Regions from separate parts of the Hordeum vulgare genome. Here region 2 is linked to region 1. The links are chromatin contacts, called in public Hi-C maps. All regions are on one chromosome and are shown on one strand. The core of a region is the stretch at or near the end of the contact, and the rest is flanking DNA. Distances in the headings are between cores, read along the strand shown. Region 1 holds the start of LOC123401630 (protein argonaute 1A-like). Region 2 holds the start of LOC123402289.

The links. A called contact is a pair of places that touch in the nucleus more often than the background predicts.
Region 2: a Hi-C map of an unstated tissue shows a contact between it and region 1, with 9 times the contacts expected there. The contact joins the promoter of LOC123402289 here to the promoter of LOC123401630 in region 1. A contact is called at or near these places in 5 of 6 Hi-C or Micro-C datasets (leaf, seedling and an unstated tissue) and 1 of 1 datasets of contacts at active chromatin or transcription factors (embryo).

What each region holds. Positions count from the first base shown.
Region 1 is chr6H:432,100,291-432,107,366 of MorexV3_pseudomolecules_assembly, reverse strand. LOC123401630 (protein argonaute 1A-like) reads left to right here and starts at 2,333. Exons shown (of 24, transcript XR_006611136.1): 1 at 2,333-2,711.
Region 2 is chr6H:432,616,409-432,623,814 of MorexV3_pseudomolecules_assembly, reverse strand. LOC123402289 reads left to right here and starts at 6,093. Exons shown (of 7, transcript XM_045096190.1): 1 at 6,093-6,422; 2 at 7,126-7,172. The coding sequence starts at 6,212.

The DNA.
Region 1 (7,076 bases), core at 1,084-3,583:
AATTCAGCCACCTCTTCGTCTCTCTTGCTGGATCAAGAAGGCATAGATCGTCATCGAGCTGTACGTGTGCTGACCGCGGAGGTGCCGTCCGTTCGACGCTAGATCGTGATTGGATCGCGGGACGGCTTGCGATTTGGATCGCAAAGACGTTCGACTACATCAATCGTGTTTATTAACGCTTCCCGCCTAGCGATCTACAAGGGTATGTGGATCCGATCTCCCCTCTCGTAGATGGTCATCATCATGGATAGATCTTACGTGTGCGTAGGAATTTTTTTTGTTTCTCATGCAACGTTCTGTAACACGCGGGAGGTTGCGCGAGCTCTCGGGTAGCCCGGACCGGATGCGCGCGATCTTTGCCCGCTGGTTAGCTCTGGTGGGCGATGGTGGCACAGGGACGCCGTCGGCGCTCAACCTCCAGGACCCCGACACCCGCATGTACGACGGCGTCGGGTAGTCCGGCTCGTAGAGGAGGCGGGCCTCGTCCTCGCGGACATGTCGGCAGCCAAAGCCATTGGCGGCCGCTCAGTCGCCGGGTAGCGTTCGACCATCGTTTTTGGGGAGAAGAGGAAGAGAAGGTGTCGGTGACGAAGAAGAAGAGGAGAGAGCGTCGACGGGAGAGGTGTGTGGCCACCGGCGGGGGGAGGTCACCTTATATAGCCGTGGGTGGGGCAGGCACGCAGAGCAGCGGTGTGTGAACGTGTGGCAAGAACCGACGGGATGTGCGTCGCCGCACCTTCACTGCGCCGCCCGTGAATCAATGGAAGGCTGGTCGACGGCGCAACCTTCGCATTGATTCCCGCAGGAAACGAGGCGATGAGGAAGACGATCGCGCCTAGTCGCTGACTCGGCGGGCCCATCGGTTTTCGTGCCAAAAACCTTTCCGCTTGCGCCCCCGGGCCACCCCGATCGCGCTGGGTTCGGTCTGGGACCGCCGGGACCAATTCCGCCCGAGTTGACAAAAAGGGCTCCTGGGGACATGTTGGGGACGCGGCTGAAGATGCTCTAACGCATGTGAATTGAGAGGAATAAACTACGAAAAGATAAGATGAAAATAACGAACGAGTGATGCGACCGGTCTAAATTGTAGCCGATCGACCGAAAGCAGTGACGGATTTATTGACCATCCTGGATTTAGAAATCAGCCTTAATACAATAGCAAGATATATAGGATAAATAAATAAAAATATATCTTTAGAAATGTATGCATTGTTGGCCCATCTTGATCCTGTGGGTTGGGTTCGTCACTGACCGAAAGGAACCGTTTATTAAAAGGCAAATAAAAAGTGAAAAACAAGTGAAGAGGCACCTTGTCTCCCGATAACCAAACCCGCACCAAAAACAAAAAAAATAATAACTCACGCCGCATTGGCAGATTTACGTTGCAGTCTGACTTTACACCAGTGCGAGTGCGCACATAGAAATACGTTTTCCTCGACGCCAGAAAAGGAAAAGCCGCGCGCAGATACGGACCACGGGAGTGGTCTGAACGAACGCGTCGCCACCACCCGCACCGACGAGAGCGAGCCATCCTGCCCTGCTGCTTGAGCTTGACTTTATTCCACCCACGGGCACCGCATATTCTCGTCTGACCCCAGCGCTGATTTGAGGAGGTGCTCGGTCGCTTTCCTCGTCTCGTTTACAGCCAGCCATTGCTCGCGGCCCGTCGCCATTGCCGGAAGCGAGCGGCTTCCTTTCCTGGCCCTTGTGGCGTGTGACGGGGCGCTTTCTTGTAAACTACGAAGAAACGACGATAATAATAATAATACCACTAGTACTAAAGCGCCCTCCATCCATTGCATAGTTATCCGAGAGGAGGATAAGCACCACTTGCTAGTAGTAATAAACTGGCCCTCGGGTTATCAGCCCCACGACGGCCAATAATTAGCGGCCCGGGCGAGCGCGAGCCAGTGGCGCGCAGCGCACATGAGCGCAGCTAGGAACCATCAGCTGGTGATCAGTCTGCCCATTTCCAAGTCCGCGCCTGTCATGGTCATGTAGTACTCTCTCCGTTCTAAAATATAAGACCTTTTAAAGATTTCATTAGAAGACTATACACAAAGCAAAATAAGTGAATCTATACTTTAAAATATGTCTATGTACATCTGTATGCAGTTCATAGTGTAATCTCTAAAATCTAAAAGGTCGAACGGGTGAGTACACGCCAGCGAGGAGCGCACGATCCAATTAAGCCCAGACCGAGCCGATCTAGGTCGATTTGTTAACTCGCAAGTGCCAAATTAAGCAAGCAGCGGCCAGTGATGGCGATCGCCGTCCTGCTCGCGCACAGTGCCCGGTGCCCCCGTGCGCTAGCTAGCTGCGCCTCACCAGCACCGAGCAGCGACTCGCGATGGCTGTACGTGCGGTATCGCATCGGCCGCCACATTGCGCGACTGCCTTCGATCTCTCCCTCTCACTTTCTGCGCGCCAAGGATATCGAAGAGCGAGAGGGACGTACGGGTACAGCAAGCTCCCACCCACCAACAAATGCTATCTATCTATCTATCTATAAGAATTATTAACAACACAACACCTACGCATCGCATCTCCTCCCACCCTTCTCCCTTTCGTTTCATTGTCCGCTGCGGATTTGGGACCGATCCGCCATTGCTGGCGGCGGCCGGCCTGAGCGCGGCGAGGCGCAAGCTTTGACGGCGTAAAAACAATGGCCTCCCGGACGGACAACAACGTGTACTCCCCACACGATCAAGGTATGCAGCACGTATGCTTCGCATCTTCCTCGCCGCACATGGTTTAATTTGCGCACTTTGAAAGCTACCAGTGTATTAGTATGTGTGGTGTGACGACGGGTGTTGTTGCCCGTGATCACGTAGCGTATCCTGCTCGCTCTTTCTATCCGTTTTCTTCTACGCTTTACAATTTGCTTGCGTTGAGATTGTTGGGGCGCTGCTGTTCTCGTTTCGCCTTCTAAGATGCCGCCATGGCCACACTAGGAGGGGTTGCGGACCTTTTTCATTCGCAGGAATTTCAAAATATAGAAACATGAAAAATACAGGATTGAAATGACATGTTTATTTGAATCCTATAATAAGACTAGCAAATCATAGGATCTGAACAGGGAGTGGGTGCAAGATTTTCTATGGAATTTATTACAAATGGTTCCTTAGAAAAAAAAAATCTTAATCATACGAATCAAGCGATCAATTTAGAAAGGGTTTTAAGAAATCTAATCATCAAATAATCCTTTAAAATTATTGTGAATCAAATCAAAGGATGGATGCAGTTGATTTCATGTCTCTTCAAGTAGCCGTATGTTGTTTGGTCTTGAGTTGATATGATGTGTGAGTTTTTTTTTTCTTTTGAAAAAGAGGATATACCCTCGGTCTGTGCATCTGGATAATGCATACAACCACTTTATTAATTATTTATAAAAACCTTACAAGTAATACATGAGTAAGCCTGAGACCATTATCTTGGAAACACCTGTCGCTACTCCTGCCTTGGATGAAGGGGAGCCGAATATTCGAACAGAATACCAAACAAACATCGCACCAAAGCCTAACATCTAGAGCCGAGTGTCCAGCCCAGCCACATACTGAGACTGTGCCACAAACCGGTCCATGCGCACTCTCAGAAGCCGCCGTCATCGTTTTCCAGTGATCCATCTTCAGAGCAGCAACTCGCGCACCGATCTTGTCAAGCCTGCATCGACGCCAGACAATACCATAATCCTGCACATATCCATCCCCCCGCGCCCGTCGTCGAAACTCCACAACACCATGCCTGCGGGATCCGTCGTCAGCCTTGCGGTAGATGGAATACCGCTCCTCCTCTAGCCCCCTCCAGCGAACACTTGCTCCAAAACGATGCCCTCAGGAGGGCGGACGACATCAAAAGCGTCGTCATCGTCCGATCTGGGAGATCCAGATCTATGGTTTCCCCCGGAGCCTCAGACTGATGACGCAAACTGCAATGATGATGCCTCAACAAGAAAACGACATTGGGGACGCCGCCATCATCTGCCATGACCGAAGTTGGCATGATTTTCATCAGCAGCCGAACAACATTCCGTACGCCGTGAGTGTGTCGCTTCCACCTAAGCAAACTCCAAAGATGATGCCCTTAAGAGGGAGTGCGATACAAAAGCTCCATCATCGCTCGATCCTAATGAGACCTAGGGTTTCCTCCAGAGTTGCCCGCGGTGTCAAGGACCCAGACCAGGGTTGAATCCCGGCATGATCAGAAGAACCCGTCGAGATCCGCCCAGTTGCTGGCGGGCCACACCCGCCACCGCATCGTCCGCAACTCAGTGACCAAGGGTCAGTCACTGGACATCACGAAGGTGTCCAACCACCAGCCATGGCCAAATCTGGCAGAGGCTAGTGACCCCGCCAGCGACCCTGCACCGCCGCAACCCTCGTTGATGTATGCTTGGATCTGATGGAGCCGCCGCCGCAGCTAGCCGCCCTGCCTCCCCAACATGCCATCACGTCCCACCAGAAAATCCCATGCACCCGCCTCCGCATCGTCGCACCGCCGCGCCCGTAGCACAACCGGCCACGTCACCGCCAAGCCTCCCCATGCAAGCGCCTCGCTCCTCAATAGCACGCCGCATCCCGCTCCACATAGCACCAGGGGAGGAGGGAAAATGGCCCCGTCGCCGCCGATGCCCTCTGGCGGGCGGCGACTAGGGTTTCCCGCTGGTTGCCCACGAGGACGGACGTAACGTGCGAGTTGGATCAGGTGATTAGTGGTTGCTTTTGACTGCTAGCGTGCGCGTTGATGTTATCGTGTACTACTCACCAACGATGTCAACAGATCGAAGAAGTTTAACTAATCGTAGGCCAGCATGATTATGGACTTAGCACATCTACATCGTGACCCTCGTACTCATCTTACACGCCCATGCAGGTCATCTGGTCATTGACCACGCACGAAATTTTGATTCAGTCGGGCCTCAAACGCCCAGGCTGACCGACACTCCTCATATCAAGCCCAAATATGGGGTGGGTATCGGGCGCCGGGGCATGCCCGCCTCGTCGGCCTGACCCACGTTGGCCGGCATAGACCTCAAATAAATTCGTCCCTATCCACTCGTCGGACCAAACCTTAGCCATTTCACTCCATTCTCCTCCACTCCCATCCGCCACCCAAGCTTACATCCTGTAATCTTCGGCCTTTTTCGATCATGACGAGCAGCGGATCCGAGCCCTTCATCTTTAGATCCGTCGATCACGAGCTCACCCCACGTGGCCCCGAGGAGGAGATGGTCGTCCGGCTTGCGCTCCGCAACTCCTGGGAAGCGGCCGCCCGACGGCAGCTCTCAGACTCGCAACGTCGGAAATCCATTGCGTCAACATAACCGGTGCTTGGATCCGGCATCGCTGCCTCATCGGAGGCGGTGCGGTCCATTGAATCAGAGAGGTCTACATCACCAAGGAGGTTAATTGTAAGGAGCGGGCTCTGTCCAGAAGTTACTTGCTTCCACCATTGTGGACAAAAGGAACATTTGAATGAGTTACCTCCACAAATTGACCGGAGGGTATTTGGCCATTGATTTAAAACATTCACATAATGAGAAAGAAAAAATATATATGAAAAGACAGGGGATAGATACCATTTTTTTTTTTGAAAAATGTGATGTCATGGAAGGGCAAATTGTCAAGGTGAGCACTAGTGCAAAATATTGAATTCAAAAATTCATCGCACTTGCTACTATGCAAGTGCCTCATCGAATTTTTGATCCAGAACATTCACATGATGTGGAGGAAATAAAAATATATTCAAAAAGCCAAGAGAACAAATATAAAAAAATTAAAAAATAAAGGTTAAACAAATGTACCGCCATGAACGACAACATGTCAAAGTGAAAGTAGGGCAAAAGATCAAATCCTAAATATTCATTGTGTTTGATATTACTACTAAACATGCGTCTGGAATTTTTTAATGTGCCAGTCAAATCGAAGAGCCGACGACGCCGCAGCAGGGACGCGGGGTCCTACGTGGAAGCAATGCAAATACTTTATAGGTACATATGCGGGGTTCATTGTCATCAATCCTGGAGCTCGTGTGCCGAATATAGAGGGAAGGCGGGGCTGACGGTGGTGGAAGAGACGGCGGCAAGTTGACACGTGAAAGTGTCGCATGTGATATAGTTCATGCCTTCTTTGGTTCATAGGATAAGAAAATAATAAAAATAAAAAAAATCATAGGAAATGAGATGCATGTATCTTAAATCTTATGAATAGGATTAGGAAAGAAGATGTCTTTTCGTTCACATCATAAGATTTTTTCATTGACTCTAGACTAATATTTATTTTTTATAAAATACGGAGGTTAAAATAAATTTCTTCATAAAAATAGGATTCTATTCCTACAAACTAAAGGGTTATAAAGAAATTTTTTCCTATAAAAATCCCTATCAATGACATTCCTACAAGATCGCCTCCAAACCAAAGAAGGCCTGAAGGTCCGGAGGAGGAAGAAGATACTGCAGCCGTTGGATTTCCAATAGCTGTGGTAAATCCAACGGACCGAAAGAAAGAAAAATAAAATCCAGTCGCCTGCCAACAGTCCCCAAAATTATCCCCTCTGCTGCCCGTGCACGCCGCCGCGCCATGGCGGCTCCTACACCAGCCAGCGCGACCGGCGAGCCTCCTCCCGGCGGCCACATCTCTCAAAACCCCAAGAGACCATGACGGCCGCTCCAGCGACTCGTCCTCTTCCCTTCACGGCTGGGGGAGCGATTGGCACCGCTCCACGTTGCCCTGCCCCATGCCGCCAGCCTTCACGCCTTGTCCAGCGAGGCCGCACTTGGCCGCCATGACAGCGAGGGTGTGCAAGATTTTCTCCTTTCCGTACCTGCAGAATGAATTTCGTTCATTGTCAAGGTTGAATAGCCATGTTATGGGCTTGTTTTGACCTTAATAACCGTGACTTCAATAAAGTGTTGTATGGAATTAGTCGTGTGAAAATTCAGATATGAGTATCCTAGAATTTATTTTTTAGATTTGCCATGTTGATACTGAATGTGGTAATTTTTCATGTTGAAGTCTCATGTTAAAATGTCATCACGTGGCTGTGATTATGTTCAGTTTTTTTTTGGCGTTGTCATG
Region 2 (7,406 bases), core at 4,844-7,343, 510 kb before region 1:
AAACCAATCATAGCAATTCATCAATCACCGATAGGACAACGATAATCTACTCAGACATCATAAGATAGCAACACGTCATTGGATAATAATATGTAGCATAAAGCACCATGTTCAAGTAGAGGGTACAACGGGTTGTGGGAGAGTGAACCGCTGAATATAGATGGGGGAAGATGATGGAGATCTTAGTGAAGATGACGGAGGTGTTGGTGTAGATCGCCGTCACACGATGATGTCCCGGGCGGCGTTCTGGCGCCACCGGGAGAGAGAGCCCCCCTCCTTCTTATTCTTCCTTGACCTCCTCCCTAGATGGGAGAAGGGTTTCCCCTCTGTTCCATGGTCTCCATGGCGGCGGAGGGACGAGAGCCCCTCCGAGATTGGATCTATCTCTCTTTGTGTCCTTCTGTTTCTACGCTCCCAGATTTTGCGTTTCACCGTTTCTTAAATTCCCGGAGATCCATAACTTCGATTGGGCTGAAATTTTAACACGATTTTCTTCCGGATATTATCTTTCTTGCGGCGAAAGAAGGGCACCTACCGCCTTAAGGAGTGGCCACAAGCCTGCGAGTCGCGGACCCACCCCCTGGCCGCGGCTGGTGGGCTTGTGGGCACTCCGTGCATCGTCTCGCGTTGATTCTTCTTCCCAAAAATCATAAATATTCCAAAAAAAAACCCGTAAATTTTTATTGCGTTTGGACTTCGTTTGGTATGGATATTCTGCGAAACAAAAAGCATGCAACAAACAGGAACTCGCACTGGGCACTGGATCAACATGTTAGTCCCAAAAATAGTATAAAAAGTTGCCAAAAGTATATGAAAGTTGTAGAATATTGGCATTAAACAATCAGAAATTATAGATACGATGGATATGTATCAGTAAGCGTGAGAGTTTGATCCGTAACCAAGAAGGAAACCTTCATAGGATTTAGGTGCAAATTTAGATCGACGATGCTTATCAAGAATATAGCACTTAGAGCCGAATACTCGAAAGTATCCAACTTGGGGTTTGTTACTGGTGAGTAGCTCGTATGTCATTTTACCAAGAAGCTTGTGTAGGTAGAGTCGGTTTATGGCATGGCAATCTGTTTCCACGGCTTCTGCCCAAAAGTGTCTTGGAGTCTTGTATTTGTCAAGCATCGTTCTCACCATCTCTATGAGTGTCCGATTCTTCCTCTCAACAACTCCATTTTGTTGAGGTGTGTACGTTGCCGAGAACTCATGTAAGATGCCTGCTTCATCAAGAAAAGTATCCACATTAGTGTTCTTGAACTCCGTTCCGTTGTCGCTCCGAACCTTCTTGATCACTTCAAACTGGTTTTGAGCTTTTCAATCAAAGTTCTTGAGGATCATTTGTACCTGACTTATCCTTGAGAAAGAACACCCACGTAAATCTGGAGAAACATCAACAATAACTATACCATAAGAATTTCCACCGAGGCTCTTATAAGCGTTGGGACCAAAGTGATCCATGTGAAGCAGCTCGAGGGGTCTTCTTGTGGTCATGATGTTCTTCACGGGATGGCTTCCTCCAACTTGTTTCCCTGCTTGACAAGCACTAAAAAGTCTATCTTTGTCAAAGATAACATCTTTAACACCAATAATATGATCACCTTTGATGAGTTTGTCAAGATTACGCATACCAACATGTCCAAGCCTTCTATGCCATAACCTACCCTTAGTAGATTTTGCAATAAGGCATGTACGGGGTTTGGATATATTAGAGAAATCAACAATGTATAGATCACCCCTACGAAAACCAGTAAAGACGATGTTATGATTGTCGCTACGAAACACTCGGCATTCAACTTTCGTAAATAGCACATCGAAACCGAAATCTGCTAGTCTAGATATGAAAAGTAGATTGTAGCCAAGAGATTCTACTAGCATGACATTCTGAATGGAACTGTCATGAGATACGGTCACCTTACCGAGACCAAGTACCTTACCTTTGGAGTTCTCTCCAAAAGTTACATACCTTCGAGGTCCACGATTCAGTGTGATTTCATGGAACATGTCTTTATCTCCGGTCATGTGATCAGTGCATCCACCGTCGATAACCCAGTCCTTACCACCGGCCATGTAGTCTTTAAGGTTAGCCATAAGACTGTGATTCTTCATGGACTTCTCATACTCGGTGTTGAAGCTCTCATCATCATCGTAGTAGCCACGTTCCGCATAGTCATCATCGGATGAAGTTTCCTCGTAAGAGACAAAAGTTTCATCAGAAATTTGACTATTACAATGTTCAAGTTTATGCATTCGAATGGCTTCAACAATGATTTTGTTGATGGTAATGACATTTCCTTTGGCACGCATGAGGTCACGAAGCTCAAATAGGCATTTATCGAAGTTAGGATCGGTTGGCTTCATCTTATGGAAGGCAATGCATTTGTGAACAGTGATATCAAGATTTTTCAAGGAATAATTTGGATATCTTTTCTCTAAGTCTTTCCACAAGGTATGAGCACACTCAAAGTTTTGCAACTGATTAAGCACATTTCTTGGTAAACCTCTAATGATAAGATTGACGGTGTTGAGGTTACCAAGCATGTTAACTTCATCATCATGAGAAGGATGTATGGGGTCAATGGGAGGCGCATAGGAATATTCAATATACTTGCGCAAATGGAACTCATCGAATATATCAAGCATTTCATCTTTCCATTGTCTAAAGTACTCCTCGTCAAGAATAGGCACTCTATAACTAAAAATCTGGGAACTAGTCACATTCATCTTCCTCCAATGGCGGTTAAACCAAGGTTTTGGAGTCCTTGCTGTGATACCAATTGATGGATTGATAGAAGATGTGTCCAGAGGGGGGTGAATAGACTACTTGTCAAGATAAAAATTCTAGCCTAGCCTAATTTCTTGGAGGGCAGAAATCTAGTAGTTGTTACAAGTCTAGGTCACCCTACACATGCAGTTCTAAGAGTATAGCAGTGGAAAGTAAAACATGTAAGTGTAATGTAGAGGAGTAAGGTAGGGAGATCAAATGCATGAGGTTGTCACGGCGATTTTTGACATGGTTACGATAGGTGGCGCTATCATACGTCCATGTTAGTGGAGACTTCAACCCACGGAGGGTAATGGTTGCGAGAGTCCACGGAGGGCTCCACCCACGGAGGGTCCACAAAGAAGCGGCCTTGTCTATCCCACCACGGCTTCCATCCATGGAGGACTGGCCTTACTCACGGTAGATCTTCACGAAGTAGGCGATCTCCTTGCCCTTACAAACATCTTGGTTCAACTCCACAACACGAAGTAGGAGGCTCCCAAGCGACACCTAACCAATCTAGGAGGCACCAACCTCCAAAAGGTAATAGATATGGTAGATCAATGATCTCCTTGCTCGTGTGCTTCTAAATATAGTCTCCTCAACACAAATCACTCTCTCATAGAATATGCATGGGTAGGAGAGGTTGATTTGGTGGAAAGCGGTTTGGGGAGGCTAAAGATCAAGTTTCAAATGATTGGATTGGAATATCTTGGTCCCAACACATGAGTAGGTGGTTCTCTCTCAGAAAATGGATCTATAAATGAAGTGTGTGTTCTGAGTGCTTCTCCCACGAATGAGAGATGGGTGAAGGGGTATATATAGGCAGCAACCAAAATCCAAACGTTACACACAAAAGAGCAAACTGGTGACACCGAAGTTGGAAACTCGGTGGTACCGACTAGCACTAAAGGTGTAAAATTTTGAGCCTCGGTGAGACCGATATATACAACTCAGTGGCACCGAAAAGGTGACTAACCGTCAGATGGCCAAACTCGGTGGCACTGATACTCAAACTCGGAAATTCCGTTTTTGTGTATCTTGGCAAAAGAGGATGCAGTTTCAGTTGCATCAATTTGGTGGGAATGGCTAGGGTTCTATTTGAGATTCAAACTTGGTGGTTCTGATGTGGAAAAGTTTGTGACACTGAATTTGTGAATGTGGAACTTGACAGAGTGGAAATGTTGGAAAAATGACTAAGTGTTTTGGTGGCTAACTTTGAGCATTTGAGCAATCAATTCATTTTACTACCTCACCCCTTTTAATAGTATTGGCTTTCCTATGGACTCAAAGTGATTTCTCCCAAATATAAAATGAAGAGTCTTCTAGCTTGAAGCTTGAGCCAATATTATTCCTTTCTTGCATCCAGGGGTATCTCCACATAAACCTTAAGCCATAGCTCTCCATGGACTAATCCTGAAATATTTAGGTAAAAGTGTTAGTCCAAGAGACGATGTATGTTGTCATGAATTATCAAAATCACCAAGGGAGCATATGTGCTTTCACGGCCCCTCTGGCCAATAGCTTTCTAAATGATAGACATAGCACTATATAACTAGCTATTTCGTATATGAATGGTTGTCTAACTTTATACATGTTATTATATGTTTAAACCATGCACCGTTTGTAGAATTGATTAATTACATGTATATGTTTTATTTTGATGTGTTAGTTATTTAGTTTAATGATCCATGCTTACTTTGATCAACGATATTGAGAGTAGTAAATGGATGCCCCGTATAAGAACCGTGGTACTTTGAGATGCTAGAAGGATAGGAAGTTCTTCATCGACCTTTCGAAAGACTTCATCACTGAAATGGTATATGTATGATTTAGTTCAACATATTCTGATTGAGTTTCATATGGTACGATTATGGCCGAAATTGTCTAACTAGTTATTTTTTAATTTTACTCAGGTCATCCCTTGCGGGGCAAGGCGTAACTTCTTAGAGAAGTTTCAAGTTCCGCTTGATGCAACCATCACATTCTAATGCGCCCTCATGAAGATGCTGACAACGCAATGATTCAATTGTTTTGTCACCAATGGGCCAACTCACACCTAATTCGGTTGTCCTGGTTGGACAACTCTTGCAACTGCTTGCGAGATGAAAGCTTGGGAGAGAGCCACGTTCTACCTTGACTACGATCATCACGAGATCATGGTCTACTGCAGGCTTGCTGGCAACGATGATGGTACACTTACTCGAGACTATGATTATGACTCCACCCATTGTAATATCGAGTTAGCTAGGTAGTAGGCTTACACTTGTTGCCTCCTCTTTTGTTGAACTTCTGTACTTATGTTATTTGCCTACTTTTAATACTTTTTTGAATAATGTCAAATAAATGGGTACCGTTGAATTTAGATTCTGGTATTTGGATTGTATTGTTTAATTATTGTTTTAAACTTTGATTATGTTGTTATTCTGGTTTGTTCGCGCTGCTGTACATATTTGGTTTAAATCTGAAAATGAAATTGCCGGCGTCGCACTAACATGCAATGCCACTACTCACATATTTTAGTGCTCGCGTTGGCCACGCGGCATGCCATAAACATGTCAAATACTGTCGGCATCGTCTTCAATGCCAACACTATTTTTTTAACAGTGGCACGATATTGGTGGCATCGGGTGCTTACGCGAGCAAGGCCGTTTTTGTCACGCCATAGCTAGGCTTTTCTGCACTAGTGCTGGCACTGCGATCTTTTTCGGATCCAAATGCTAGTCGTGCGTCAGCGTGACCTCGGCATAAGGGAGGGGAATGCGGTGCTCCTAGTGCCACCTCACCTCTTGCATTGATATGCTGATCCGTTGCCGAGGCGGGCGTGAAGACGCCGGCGAGGGGAGCGCGCGGACAGAGACGACATGGGGACTTGCCCTTGTCTTTGCCAGAGCTCGAACCGGAGAAGAAACTCATGATGGTGGCTAGGGTTTGTCATCGGCGGGGGAGCAGTGGGTGGCTAAATGGGACGACTTCTGAAAAAGGATGAGGCCGACCCTCCTCGGATTAAAAAAGGACGTCTAGGGTCGCTGGCGCATGGGCCGTCGATGGACGATCGTCATTAATAAAGACGTCGCTGGTTATTGACCGAGCGCCACGTGTGGACGGACGCGAACATGACAAGACATGTGCGGCGTCCGTGCCGACACATTTTAACCCAAAATTTGGGTCTGAAATGAATTCACGTGGACGGAAAGTATACACATTTTAAAAATGGGTCGACGTGTTAGTCTTTACTTTTATTCACGACGACCTAAACGATGTGTGACGGACCAAATAGTTCGTCCAGTTGGAGTTGCTTGAAAAAAAAAAGGGAAAGAATGGCGATACGCCTTCGAAGTCGGGGTTACGTGCATAGTGCATTCTTTGGTAGGGGCGTAGGGCATCCAAAACGCGACCAGTCGACCGAGAGCTCCGGACCTCCTGTGCCCCAAACCCCCCATGGCGGCGCCAGAGTCCAAGCACGAGACAGAAACCCCAGCACCCTCCCGCGAGCAGCCGCCCGAGCCAGTAGCCGCCGCCGCTGGCGGCCGGGATCTGCAGCCATGGGAGCAGCACGCCGCGGTGATCAATCTCCCGCGCTACGACTACCGCGCGTCGGGCTCCCTCCTCCTCCGCTCGCACTCCGGCTTCCTCATCACCTGCCCCATCAGTGCGCGCCCTCCTTCATGCTAGATTCTCTTGCGCTATTCTGCCGCATTTGGTCATTTTGAAGGATACCTAGGGGAGGGGGACTAGAAAGTTCATCAGTGCGATATATCTGACTATCTGTTCCTAGATTTATACGAGTTCCTTTATCACGACACACTAAAGTACTAGTACTATCGTTTAGTTGTGAATTTGGAGGTCCCAAAGTTAGTTCCATTTTCTAGCATCTGTTATGAGTGTTATGTCATGGAACTAAATGGAATTATATATTTTGCACTGCCATCTTCAGATTACACTAGTACCACCACTTCACTACCCATATCACGAAGTACACAAAGTGTGATACTACTGGACATACATTGAGCAATTAGTATTTTCCATGATTTCAGCGATGGGTATACTGTTACATAAGCTACTGTCAAGTGAATCAGGATTTCAAATGTTAGCAAAGTAAATATTTAGTAGGTGGATCAGCTGCACCTGTTTTATGATAGGAGAAATCAATAGTTCAAGGTAGATTAAGAAGACAGATAGTAAAAGACGATGATGTATGATACGATTCACTGTATGTGACTTGCAGTACCATTTAGAAACTTATTATGAACAAGAACATATTTTAAATGAATCTTAGTTCTGGCAAAGTTTTACTTATACACTTAATTTCTGTCCAGTGTCGCAATTCTTTTGATGCGATTGTCATTTTACAGAACGAGAGAAAAGTGCGACCAAGGAGGCCATATCCATTCTTGGAGAGGTTAATCTTGCTACTTATACTTCCATTTTCTTCTGCAGTTGATAATTCTAGGCCTGCAATTCTGTCTTTGTACTGCTACTTCGAATTTGGTTATCTTCATGATGCTGCACTTGAATTTGTATGGCATCCATTCACCATGTGGTGCCCATCTCTTTTGCTGTGAACTTGCAGTGAACTAGAACATATATTTCTGCACCTTATATGGAAATATGTTGACATAAAAGCATTGTTTAC